Regions from separate parts of the Gossypium hirsutum genome. Here regions 1 and 2 are each linked to region 3. The links are chromatin contacts, called in public Hi-C maps. All regions are on one chromosome and are shown on one strand. The core of a region is the stretch at or near the end of the contact, and the rest is flanking DNA. Distances in the headings are between cores, read along the strand shown. Region 1 holds the start of LOC107949203 (DUF21 domain-containing protein At4g14240). Region 2 holds the start of LOC121204967 (GDSL esterase/lipase At1g54790). Region 3 has its middle 23 kb from the start of LOC107949048.

The links. Hi-C and Micro-C count contacts between places; a contact is called where the count stands out from the background.
Region 1: a contact with region 3 is called in a Hi-C map of leaf, with 2.8 times the contacts expected there. The contact joins the promoter of LOC107949203 here to the enhancer-like site in region 3. A contact is called at or near these places in 4 of 34 Hi-C or Micro-C datasets (all in leaf).
Region 2: a contact with region 3 is called in a Hi-C map of leaf, with 6 times the contacts expected there. The contact joins the promoter of LOC121204967 here to the enhancer-like site in region 3. A contact is called at or near these places in 6 of 34 Hi-C or Micro-C datasets (hypocotyl, leaf and petal).

Annotation. Positions count from the first base shown.
Region 1 is chrA08:13,115,441-13,119,612 of Gossypium_hirsutum_v2.1, forward strand. It overlaps LOC107949203 (DUF21 domain-containing protein At4g14240), which reads left to right and starts at 2,233. Exons shown (of 13, transcript XM_016883941.2): 1 at 2,233-2,728; 2 at 2,947-3,023; 3 at 3,147-3,230; 4 at 3,309-3,422; 5 at 3,876-3,959; 6 at 4,039-4,110. The coding sequence starts at 2,482.
Region 2 is chrA08:13,285,435-13,289,548 of Gossypium_hirsutum_v2.1, forward strand. LOC121204967 (GDSL esterase/lipase At1g54790) reads left to right here and starts at 1,864. Exons shown (of 5, transcript XM_041075878.1): 1 at 1,864-2,168; 2 at 2,244-2,444; 3 at 2,524-2,693; 4 at 2,795-3,065; 5 at 3,136-3,462. The coding sequence starts at 1,928. The coding sequence ends at 3,392. LOC121204966 (sm-like protein LSM2) reads right to left here and starts at 455. Exons shown (of 3, transcript XM_041075877.1): 1 at 223-455; 2 at 1-78. The coding sequence starts at 225.
Region 3 is chrA08:13,547,117-13,551,621 of Gossypium_hirsutum_v2.1, forward strand. No RefSeq gene overlaps it. Among protein-coding and RNA genes, the nearest start is that of LOC107949048, 23 kb to the right of the region's middle. Within about 2 kb of position 1,650, at least 2 of the 9 cell types and tissues checked have an H3K27ac peak or open chromatin away from gene starts, as enhancers often do. A contact at or near this core is called in leaf, where this site is marked.

The DNA of each region.
Region 1 (4,172 bases), core at 983-3,482, 430 kb before region 3:
TATCTGTTGCAGATTTGAAATGGATGCAAATTAAACTCCATCGAATCGGATTCCGATTGAATCTATTAGTTAAAGTCATGTTTTAGCTATCAATACTTGCCTTAAACATTAATTATTGTTTACATAAATTAAGAAATAACATATAAAAACATAATAAAAATAATTTCAAAAAATAATTATAGTAATTAATTATAAAATTATATATAATAATTTTTATTTAAAAATATATCTTTTAACATTTTTTTTTAAATTTTATTGACTTCTCTTAAATCATATTCTTTTGTATCGTATAAACTTAATCGAACAATGAAATGAGATCATCGAAATATTTAAATTTGTGTTTATTCATTCATGATTTTGTAATTTTTTATGTGATTAAAGGAGATTAGACGGTCTTTTTTTATTTTAAAAAAAACTCAAATAGTTAACTTATTTTAAACAAAATTCCGAAGTGGGGTCGGGGCAAAATTCACTTTTTCCCAGTCTTTCATTTGAATAATGTAAGAAATATATATGTACTAAAATATGTATATAGGAAATTTAGGTTTAATTCAGTAAATGAAATAGAGCATGAATAAAGAATGTATTTGGTGGGAATAAGATACAGATGTAATAAGTATTATGTTTCTTAAAATAAAAGTGGTTTTTTAGTTTGATTGGTTGGTTGGAATGTAATAGATAAGAATTAGTATTACATTGTTTAGGGATGGATCAAATTATATATGTACTAAATATTCACAAGGGATCAAATTACTAAATGTAACACATAATACTCGATTCGATCATTGAGTTTAAGTTATAAGATGTCACATTTATTGTCAAAGCAAATGCAATCACAATATCTATCAATTCAATACTTTATATTCACTAACATGTTCATTACATCATCATATTATAATATATATAATTTGATCTAGGGCTTATATGAGCTTAAGAAAGCTTTTTTGATAATTCATGACCATTGGAGGACTAAAAAGTAAAATTTACAAATTGTTTTCGGCTAGAGTCACGACTCCTATAGTGCGACCTTGAAAACAGTATGTAGGCATTGCGACATCAAACAGGGGACGCCAAAACTTTTCCTTTTTGGAAGGATCAAAAATGAATTTTAAAATTTAGGAGTGAAATTGTAATTTTATCATTAGTTTAATTTAAATTTTTATAACTTTAGAAAAAAAAAACTAAGAATATGTTTGGATGAATTTTAATGTTGTTGATATTTTCCAAATGTTAACAATTGATCAATTCATTTGTAATTGCTTTGTTTAGATAAGTAATTGGTTTAAGAAAAATTAAGTTATTAAAATTTTATAAATTATAAAAGAAGAATAATTATATTAAAAATAAATAATATAAAAATATTCAACATCCCTATCATTATTTTTGTAAAAAAAATATTATAAATGGTTTTAATAAAATAAATTTAAAATATATATCAAAATTAAATAAAAATGAATTTTGAAGTTGAAGCTTTTATTTAATAATGGGAATTTAGCTAATGAAATTCGTTTTTGAGATTCCAAATGATTTAAAAAAAATAGAATTAAAAAAAGGGAATTTAGCTAATGAAATTCTTTATTGAAATTATTCAAAATTCTCTCATATATTCACCGTTAACAATTATATTTATTTTTAAAATTTTGAAAATCCTCGCTCAAATACACTTAAATGAATAATTTTATATCTTAAGATCAAAGCTTTTGCCTGCACTGTAGCCCCGCACCGACTTCTACTTACAGATTTGTACTCAAGAAGTGAGGCTCTCAAGCTTCAAGAGAGAACGGTAAAGTTTGTTGTTTATCTCATTCGCATGTGAGCTTCAAGCGACAGTGGTGCACATTCTTCGCCAAGGAGATCCGACTACATTGCTCACCAAAGCCTTACTATGGGAACCAAGCCAACTCTCCCATGGCAACTGCTATGGAAGGATATTTATTTGTTTCTGGTTTACTGGTGTGATTCTTCTTTAAGAAAAAGAAAAAATAGCATGTGAGGTTGGTAGAATCATTCATTTCACTCAGCAATTTTATTAATTCTGCCTGCAAAAACTCTTTTCTTCATTATTGTACCTTGTACAACTAGTCCTGGTAGAATAAGCAGAAGAGAATGTTGTTCCCATAGCAGCATTTGGGCCAACCCATAAGATAATATTGGATTGGAGTATGACCCACCATTAAGCTGACATGGGCTTTTGCAAACAAAACAGCATGAATTTATGGTGGAAAATCAACATGTAACGTAGGCGGCATGTCTACATTTCATTTGGTTCACGCAGTTAAATAGTGGGTGAAAGAAAATGGAGATGGAGACTGGAGATTCTCCATCGTAGAGAGCCCAAGCTCAACTATATGATTTGACTGCTGTTCACTTCTTCGGCTTCTATTCACAAATCACAAGCGTTGTCCTTTTCTCCTCCGCACGCGTTGCACCGCACCATACCGACAAAACCCCCCAACAACCTCCCACTAGACTGATTAGGAAATGTTGTTGGGGAACGCCATAGCCGGATCTCGTACAATCATGGCGTCGTCATCCAACCACATCGTCTTCGAACCTGATGATATCCCTTTCGGCTCCTTTGAGTGGTTCGTCTTTGCGGGAGTTTCCTGCTTGCTTGTGCTCTTCGCCGGCATAATGTCCGGCCTTACCTTGGGCTTGATGTCTCTGGGCCTCGTTGACCTCGAAATTCTTCAGAGAAGCGGCACTATCACCGAGAAGAAGCAAGCTGGTAAATTACTAAATCCCCATTTCCATTTTCCCCTTTTCTTTTACTAGTCAATGGTAACAGTACAATTAGTAACAGTTCCAAGTAATTATATATGCTGAGTTTACTGTTTCAATTTATAGAATTCTGATATCATACACTAGAGAAAAAAACCCTGTTTTTTTTCCCCCTTCTTTTGTCCCCTATGATTATCATTTATTTACATAATTATATGTCTGCAGCTGTTATCTTACCAGTTCTTAAAAAGCAGCATCAGCTTCTTGTAACTCTGCTTCTCTGTAACGCTTGTGCCATGGAGGTGAACATTTACATCATGTTGTTAAAATTATTAACGGTTTTAATGACCATATATATATTTGTATTTAAGAAGCTATTGCATTTCCTCGAATTTTCCTTATACTCTTGATTTGTGTTTTCGCAGGCCCTTCCTATAACGCTTGATAAAATTTTTCACCCCTTTGTTGCAGTGTTGCTGTCTGTTACTTTTGTTCTGGCTTTTGGAGAGGTCTTATATATTGTGTTTTTTGTTGTTTCAATCTCAGCTATTTAAGCCTTTCAAAATGTAATCCCTTTTTTGGATCAGATTATTCCACAAGCAATATGTTCAAGATATGGACTCTCTGTTGGTGCAAATTTTGTGTGGCTCGTGCGTATTCTGATGATAATTTGTTATCCCATCGCTTACCCTATTGGAAAGGTAGTGTCCTGTTGAAATTCCTGGGTTAAAAATTGTGAATACACTAGCACTATTTAGACAAACGGGTAGTTTCCTTTTGTGTTTGTAGTTTCTACTACGTATATCACATAGCAAGCTTTTGTTTTTGGTTATTCAAAGGCATGTAGTTCAATAAGAGTCAAAGTATTAGTGGGTCTTTTAGGAGGTTTTGCATTGAGCAAAGAAACAACTTCTGATGTATTGAGTAATGCTCAGTGTGCCTTGGCACCTTGGGTATATGATGACCAAGTCTTGATACTTTTTGATTCCATTCAGACAATCGTACAATTTGGAAATTGTAATAACCTTAGATATATGATATTTCTTGAGAGCTGTGGTTTTCTTGGATATTAACTTCTGTTAGAGGTTTTATACCACAAACTTCTGAAATGCGCTTTTCTAATTGTACTCCTACATTCATTGGTATGGCTTCAGGTTCTGGATGCTGTGCTTGGCCATAGTGATGCTTTGTTTAGACGGGCTCAGTTAAAAGCCCTAGTCTCCATCCACAGCCAAGAGGTAACTGCTTAAACCAGACAAGATAATATTGCTTAACCAAGTTAAGTATTTGGCGGCTTGTCTTTTCTGTCCTTAATAGGCTGGCAAAGGTGGTGAACTAACACATGATGAGACAACCATCATTAGTGGTGCACTGGATTTAACTGAAAAGGTAAATGCTATTATTGGAATAGTATTTCATGAGTAAAAATCACCTGTCTCTTTACATCTATG
Region 2 (4,114 bases), core at 614-3,113, 260 kb before region 3:
TCCTCTAATAGCCAAATCGTTCTTCAGCTCCACCGTCACTTCTCTTCCCATCAAGTCTTTGAAATACGAAAAGAACAACTGCACCAATCATAATAAAAAAAGAAAAAAAAATCAAAAGGACGCCCATTGGAGAATGAATAGAAGAACATAGTTACGAACTCAATTGAATGAGAACAAACATATGTCATATGAAGGTTTGGGAGTCCCCAAAAAGAAGAATACCATGATTTTGATTCCTCTGCGTAGAAGGAGAGGGACGGGTTTCTGGGTTTTGCTTAGATGCGATGAAAAAGAAAATTTGATGGAGCGGAGAGCCGACGATTCGATTACTTATTTTAGTAGCAATTGAGTTTCGTTGGTTAGCCAGTAATGGCCGCTTCCTCGAGCTCTCATTTTGGGCCTTGAAGCACTGCATCAGCTATCCATAAAGCATGGACTGTGGCCTTATAATTTTACACTTGGGTTCCAAACTCAGGTCAAATCCTCATCTAAATATATTGCTAGCTGGTCAAGAAAAAAAACACCTTTCTTATATTGTATAAAAGAAACAATTTTGTCATTGTAGCTCGTTTCCTTTAATTAAACAAGTAAAGTTCTAGACTTAGCTTACAATTTAGCTGTTGTACTTTCTTTGGGTTAATCTCCCCTTCTCCCATCATTTCTCCCTAACTTAAATCTCTCTGTTCCTTTGTGAGTAAATCCTGTAAGAGCCAACTTTAAGGCTGAAATGTACTTCTTGCATGAAAAGTTTGATAAAAACAAGGATTTTTTTTTTAAAAAATTACTAAATAAAATTAATATAACCATATATAATGACCCTCTTAAGCATTTTACCAAATTCTTCTCCAAACATTTGGACCAAGTTCATAGGGGTAAGCATCTAATTGAATCAAGTCGAGTTGAGTAAAAAAATTTTGAATTTATAAATCCTATTTTATCATCCTAATTTGATTTGAAATTTTTTTAAATTGAATCTAGTAAAATAAGATTTGAATCAAATAAAATTGTTTGAGTTAAATTAAAAAAATTAAACCGACCATATTAAAATTTTGTTGACCATATGACTAAATTCCAAGTTAAAGAACATAAATATAATGTGTATTTCAAAATTCTTTTAAAACAAAAATAAGAGAAAAAAACAAGATAATTAATATAATAAACTTGATTTGATAATTTACTTGTTTAATGCCTGAAATTTGTTGTTTTCATATTTTAAATATATATATAATTTAGTATTTTTTATATTTTAAAAGATTTTTAGTAATACTTATTTATAAAAATTTTGGAAAGAAATATTTTGCAAACATTTTTGGATTTTTTAATATTATTTTGAATTTTTAGCATTTTTTTAGAGGGATCAATTTGCATATTTTTAAAATTGTCATGGACTCTGAGGGTATTTTTATTAATTTGTTATTTAAGTTATTTGAATTATCGAGTTGTGAAATTTAATTCGACTTTACTTATTCGAGTTGATTTGATTTGATTCACTTAAAATTCGAAAAAAATCAAATTCTAATTATGAAATATTATTATGAGGAGGATTAAAACTGAACTGACCTCGAAGCCTTCAATGGACTAAATATGATAATAAAAACATGGAAGGAAGAGAGAAGCAGGAAAGGTGTTTTGTTTTGTTTCACAGAGATAATATATGTCCAAATCCTTTGTTCACGGATTAACTTCCGGCATATAAGACATCCTCCTCATAGTATATTAGCCATGAAGTGTTTTAATAAACAACTGTTGTCGGAGTTGAAACTTGAGGATAAAAAAAATTGACCCTTCATTTAATTTTCACTTTAATTCAACTACAAGAAATCTACATCCTACCAACCATTTTATCATCACGTGTCCTGCCAGTATAAGGAAATCAAGACAATTGTTTGCTTTTGCCAAAGATTTTGTCACAGCTCCCCCCATTTCCATGGCTCTTCTGTATATTCTTCATTCCCTTTTAAAACTAGCTTTCCTTTGTTCCTTTTGGCCTACTGTTAGCCCCTTGAGTTTGAATTATCCGGCAGTGTTCAACTTCGGTGACTCGAATTCCGACACGGGTGGATTAGTTGCCGGAAAAGCTTTTCCCATGACACAATTTAATGGGGAAACTTACTTCCATGAACCCTCTGGCAGATTCTGTGATGGTCGCTTGATCATTGATTTTCTAAGTACCTCCATTTCCTTCCATTGCATTCATATGATCCACATTAAGTTTCTGATTTTATTTTTTATTTTTTTGGCAGTGGAGGCAATGGAGTTTCCTTACATGAACCCATATTTGGAATCTGTTGGCTCTCCTAATTTTCAAACAGGGTGCAATTTTGCTACAGGAGGATCTACCATTCTTCCTGCAAATGCGGCTTCAACAAACCCTTTTTCCTTTAATCTTCAGTTATCTCAATTCTTCAGGTTCAAGAATCGAGCTCTTACATTGCTTTCTAAAGGTATCTCTGTTCATATCAGTGGACAAGCTTCTATGTTTTTTTGGGACAAGTTGAAAATGGTTCTTGTTTTTTTTTCCAGACAAGCAGCTTCAGAGTTATCTCCCCGCGGAAGATGATTTCAACAAGGCCCTTTACATGTTTGATATCGGCCAGAACGATCTCGACGGCGTATTCTATTTTTCGGCATCGGATGAACAAGTTGTTGCTTTCATTTCAAAGCTTATAACAGAACTCAACTATGGAATGAAGGTTCTGTTCTCTCTAGCCCTGTCTTAAACCAACACTGAAAGTATTATACGAGTTATAGTTCAGATGAATAACTATGATGCTTTGTATTTTTCCTTTTTCAGAGATTATATGATGCAGGTGCAAGGAATTTCTGGGTTCATAACACAGGTCCCCTCGGATGCTTGCCGAGAATCATCGCTACGTTCGGGAGAAAACCGTCAAACTTGGACGAATACGGCTGCGTTGCTTCACACAACCGAGCAGCTACCGTTTTCAACAAGAAACTCCACGATATGTGCCTACAGTTCTTAGCACAATCGCCTGAAGCTAACATCACTTATGTCGACATTTACTCGATAAAGCTGAACCTCATCTCAAACTATTCTCTATACGGTAAGCAAGCCATTAATCATTTTTTTTTTCTTTCAATGTTTTACTCCAATCGACTCGGATTTGCTTTCAGGATTCCAGCAACCATTAGCAGTATGTTGTGGTTACGGTGGGCCGCCATTGAATTTCGACACTAGGATTGCTTGTGGTGTTACCAAGGATCTGAATGGGGGCATTGTGACAGCAAATCCATGTAATAATACAGCTGAGTATATAAACTGGGATGGGACTCATTACACTGAAGCTGCAAATAGATTTGTTGCAGATGAAATACTAACCGGAAACTACTCTGATTCACCTCATTTGAGGAATTCACCATTGCTTACCTGACCAAATCAAATGCTGTTTGTATTCGATTTGTACTTTTTTATTGATTATGATCACAGTTTTCATATGACAATGGGAAGAATATAGATGAAATAATGGGCAAAATATGTTTAAAGAAAGACAATTTGTTCTGCAGAAAACCAAAAGGGTTCTTGGAAAGTGTTATAGTTTCATCGGTACTGAATATGTATATAATGAAAATTGGACCCATCAATTTTGATCTAAACCAAAAAATTCGATTTTATCAAGGGATAAATATCAATTTTATACATAAAATTTTAATTTTTGATTTAATTATAAGTATTTAAAGAAATAAATACATACATTAATTTAATCAAAATTTCAATATAAAATCAAAATTCAGGTATAAGGTTATACATTATATCAACATTTATGTATAATTTTAATATTTATTCCTCAAAAGGTAACCAACAATTCAAACCTTTCATTTGGAGCCTAAATGGACTTGAATCTAAATTAAATTAATCTGAAACTAACTCAAAATCAAATGACCCAAAATCGAAATGATTCGAACAATTAACCTAAACATGACTTCAAACTAAAGTGACCGAAACCTAAAATTATTCGAATATGTAATGATTTGATCCAAAAAGACTTGTCAATTATAGTTTGATCAATATTGAATTAAAATAGAAATTAGACCTATCAATTTTAATCCAAACCCAAACATCTGACTTGATCAATATAAACTTACACTGATCAAC
Region 3 (4,505 bases), core at 400-2,899:
AAAAAAAGAGAGAGAGAGAGAAATGATTTGCACTTTGTAAGCTGTGCTTTTTTGGTTTAGATTCTGGTTTATGGGGATAGGGAAAAAGAAGGGAATTTGATCCTGGAATCTTGATCTATGGCATCAGTTTGAAAAATATGACAAAAGTGATCCCTTTTTAACATGAGGCATTATTAATTAAGAATCATAACCTAAACTTGCCGTCTAAATTTTTCAATTTTAGCACATTAAGCCTAGCTTTGTTTTGCACATGATACACGGTAATTGATATAATATTATACGCTACCTGGTTTTAAAGTAATATGATAATTCTTTCCCACTTTCCTAAGTGGATTTATTAAGCTTTCGGCTAAGTATAAAACTGGTGTGTTTGCTCAGCTATCTTAAACAAGCATCTCTTGCCATTCCATCACCAAAAAAACCCTAGTAAAAAGAATTGTCCATTTCTTATCATATCAATGGAAAAGAATCAAAGCAGTTGCCCCAAAGTTGTGTTTGAGAAGATCTTTAGGTCAATCACTTTGGGTCCTGCTTTCACTACAATTCGTCGCATCTCCAACCGCCAACAAACACCATCTTCAACAGCTCGAAATTCACCACAGCCACCCAAACCTTCGAGTAAACAAGGATCGGAAGTTCCCATCAAGTTCGACTATACCACCGCCCCACCAACCGAGAAACCAAAACCAGTTGTTTCAGCTGGTAATGCTCATCAACTGGGAGGAAGTAAGTTGAAGCCTAGTGTAGCAAAGGGTAATGGGAAAAGCCAAGTCCAAAACCACGATGATATATTTGCTAAATTTATCCATGAAACAAGGCGGAAGATCACGTCACCGGAGCCGGACAACGGTGAGATTTCCCAGAAAGTGGGTGGACATGGACATGGACATGGTAGTGGTCGAAAGGATCATCAATTCTCGGATTACATAAAGCAGACTAAAAGGAAGATCAAGAGCACCTTGAGCAGCAAGGATAGAAGTGAGTCTTTCTTCAAGTGATTCAAATTTGACATGAACAAGGTGGAGATTCTATCCTATATATGTACCAAACTAAAAAGGTAAGATAAATAAACATTGATTATATTGTTTTGTGTGTGCCTTAATTCAGTTGATTCATGTGTGTAACAATGGTCTCTTTCTATGATTCTATCTCATTGTTATTGTTGTATGTATGTTTCTCACTCAATATATACATCCCCATCAACTTTTCTATTCTACTTATCATTGGTTTAATAATTATACGCATGCTTTCCTCTTTTACCTTTGTTTATGATCTTTTACTCTTATGGAAAACATAGGGGATCAAATGAAGATAAATTTGTATAGAAGCTCCTCATATTATGCATTTTTAGCATGGATATTACATTTTTAAATAGTTTATTTGAAAAACATTCAAGTTTCGCAAAAGTTACCTTTAATAATTTTAGATGCTTTTAAGAAAAAAAATATTTTTTTAATAAAGCAGCCACATGATTGAAAATATACATTAGAAAATAAAAATGATACTAAAATTATATAAAAGAAATGCATTAAGACACAGATGTCTAATACAATGTTGAATGCAAGATGAAGAGTAACAGAATGGGCCTAAGGGTATATACAGAACAACATTCTTGGATTTGGGTGGCAGCCATTTATTATATTGTCCAAATTTCTAACTCTATGTAGGCCTGGACTGCGTCATTCAGGCCTCAACCCTTCTTTTAAACCACAGCCTCACCCCAGTATTCAACTACCAACCATTTGAGAAGCCTCTGAATCATGATGTTAGAGTTTTCGAGTTTCAATGCCAACGTCCTATAATTAAAAGCAATATATTTAAATTCAAACCCAACTCCACCAATAAAAAGAAAATAGAAAAAGAAGTTTAAATTAGTTTTATGAAATTATTAAAATTATATCAAATTATAATTTTGTTAAAATGATTATCTGAATAAATAAATAATCATGAATTCGAAAACAGCATAAATATATAAAAGTCGAAAATCTAACGCCAACTTTTTCAACAATAGTCCCAAGATCATAAATCATATAGGGAAGCAATAAAATGATAAACATTTAACCTCTAACCATAGCACTTGATTGATATAAAATATGTTAGTACAAAAACTTCGGTGAAAAAAATCTCGAACATCCAAACGAAACTTAAACAGAAAAAGAAGAAATAGGATAAAGCTCCAAAGCATGTAGCAAGCCACTATCTTTAAGGTTATATTTGCTCCCACCTATCTTCAGTGTGCAAATGAATTTCAAGCAAATTAACCTCGAGAATACAATGAAGCCAATGACTATATGCGTTTTGTACTGACGAGAATACTCCACTAAGGACTAAGCAATGTATAACAAGGAACTTAATTTCTACAAAGAATTTATAAAGTAACTCTTTATAGAACAATCTAATAATATTATAAATGAGTAAGGATAGGAAGAACTTTTGGAACTTGTAGGTGTGATCTCCAAATGAAATTTCATTCCTATTTATTGGAATTTTCATGTCTCTTCGTAAAGACATCTTTGAATAAGTGTCTTTATTGATTAAATAAAAATAATAATTATTCATTTAATTTTATAACTATTCAAGCAATATTGCTTGAACAGTTATAATTATTTTTCGAAAATCAAATAATATAACTTTTGACCAATGATTATCTTTTGATTAATTACACATATTCATTTACAGTTATTAAAATATTATAAATATTTGAAAATGTTAGAATCTTTTCGCTTTAAAAACTTCAAATAAATCACAAACACCGTAAATAAAGAATTATATATATTGAAAACTTTGGTAAAATTTTTATTTCAGCAGACTCTCTCACTCTTTACTAAACGTAGTTAATCTAAAAATATAAAATTATTTAATTTTGTATAATAAAATAAACTCATCTTCAAAAATGTGTACATGTATGGGTGTGTGAAATAGAAGCTAATTTAATTTTGAATCCAAAGAGACCGAAGCAAAAGTGGGTAATGTGATGTGATAGAATTGAGGTTTCATACATAGGCAGACAGTTGAAGTCCAATTGACGTGCTATTTTCATGGACGGTACAAACTCAGGGGAAACTTTATAATGTACTGTTAACTCACATTGACAATATTACATATGCATTGTAGGCATTAGACAACTATCTTTATCAAAGCCAAGCACTTGCCTTTTTGTTTCCTTCCATTAAAGGGGTGAGCCTTTCTTTTATTTGTTAAAAGGTCCATTGTCCCACGCCCATATTTTTTTTTATGGAAATTCCTATCTGCCAATTTTAATTTATTTCCCTTTTCTTCATGTTCTTTTGTTTATTTTTGTCATATTGCTCATCCAACGTCGGTGGAGGATGACGGCGTTGAGATTTTTTGAGGGGTTTAACTAAAATTTTTAGAAATTTTTACTATTTTTCAATTTTAATAGAAACATGATGGAATACATTAGAAAGCATTTAATAGTCTTTATCAAATGTATTTACTTTATATTCTTTATTATATGTCGTATTATTATTAATTTCAAATCATATATTGTGATTTTTATCTGCATCTATGTTTACTGTCAAATTTAATTTATTCCCTTCGGCCTTGTGTTTCAAACTTTTTTTTCTCTCTTTTTCACATACTTTAGTTTAGTTTTATATTATTGTTCAGCTAATTTTCCGGATCTTAACATTAAGAGTTTTTTGAGGGGTTTAATTAATTTTTTTTAAAAATTTTCGGAAACTTAATGAGAATTTTTTTTTTAGATCTAATTAAAACTTTCAAAATTTTTTAAAGTATGATGGAAAATTGAAAAAAAAAACTAATTAAAATTTTTTAAAAATTTTGAAAAACTTAATGAAAACTTTCAAAAATAATTGATGATCTATGGAAATTTTTCAAAAAATTTGGGTGGCCCAAGTCCCCCTCATCCCTCAAGATGGTCAGCCTCTGATCTTTCAAACCAGCTTGGGGTTTAAGATGATGATGAGAAGAAGAAGCAGCTTTGTATTTAAACCTTGCAATCAAGCGAGTGCGTTGGTTTTGGATTAGTTGAATCTAGATCGAGATTTAAAGTTTTCTAGGTTTTTTCAAATAGGTTTTTTTTTAATGAAAAAAAAAGACAAATTACATAAAATCAATTGCATAAAAGCATTATTTGCTTTATATTCTTATAGAACGTCCAAGATTTTCTTAGAAGCCTCATAAAAAATCTGTAGACTTGACTTCCACTCTAAACTAAGTTTGACTAATCAATTTGTAACCAAGTTGTGTTCTCTAAGCACATGTCGGAGCCTCAATTGCCATTTAACCATCATAACTCGTTGAGCCTTTCTAAGCATAATGATACCTAAATCCTTCAATCCAAAATCATTCAAGGCATGAATTACCTTAAGATTATCAGTTTGAATTGTGACCCGTTTATACCCTATATTTTAAATTTAATTCATTTCGTGTTTAGGTCAATTTCAAATTTGAATCATTTAAGATTATAAATGTTTCATATTTAGTGATTCTGATTTAATTTAATACATGAATATTTTGAA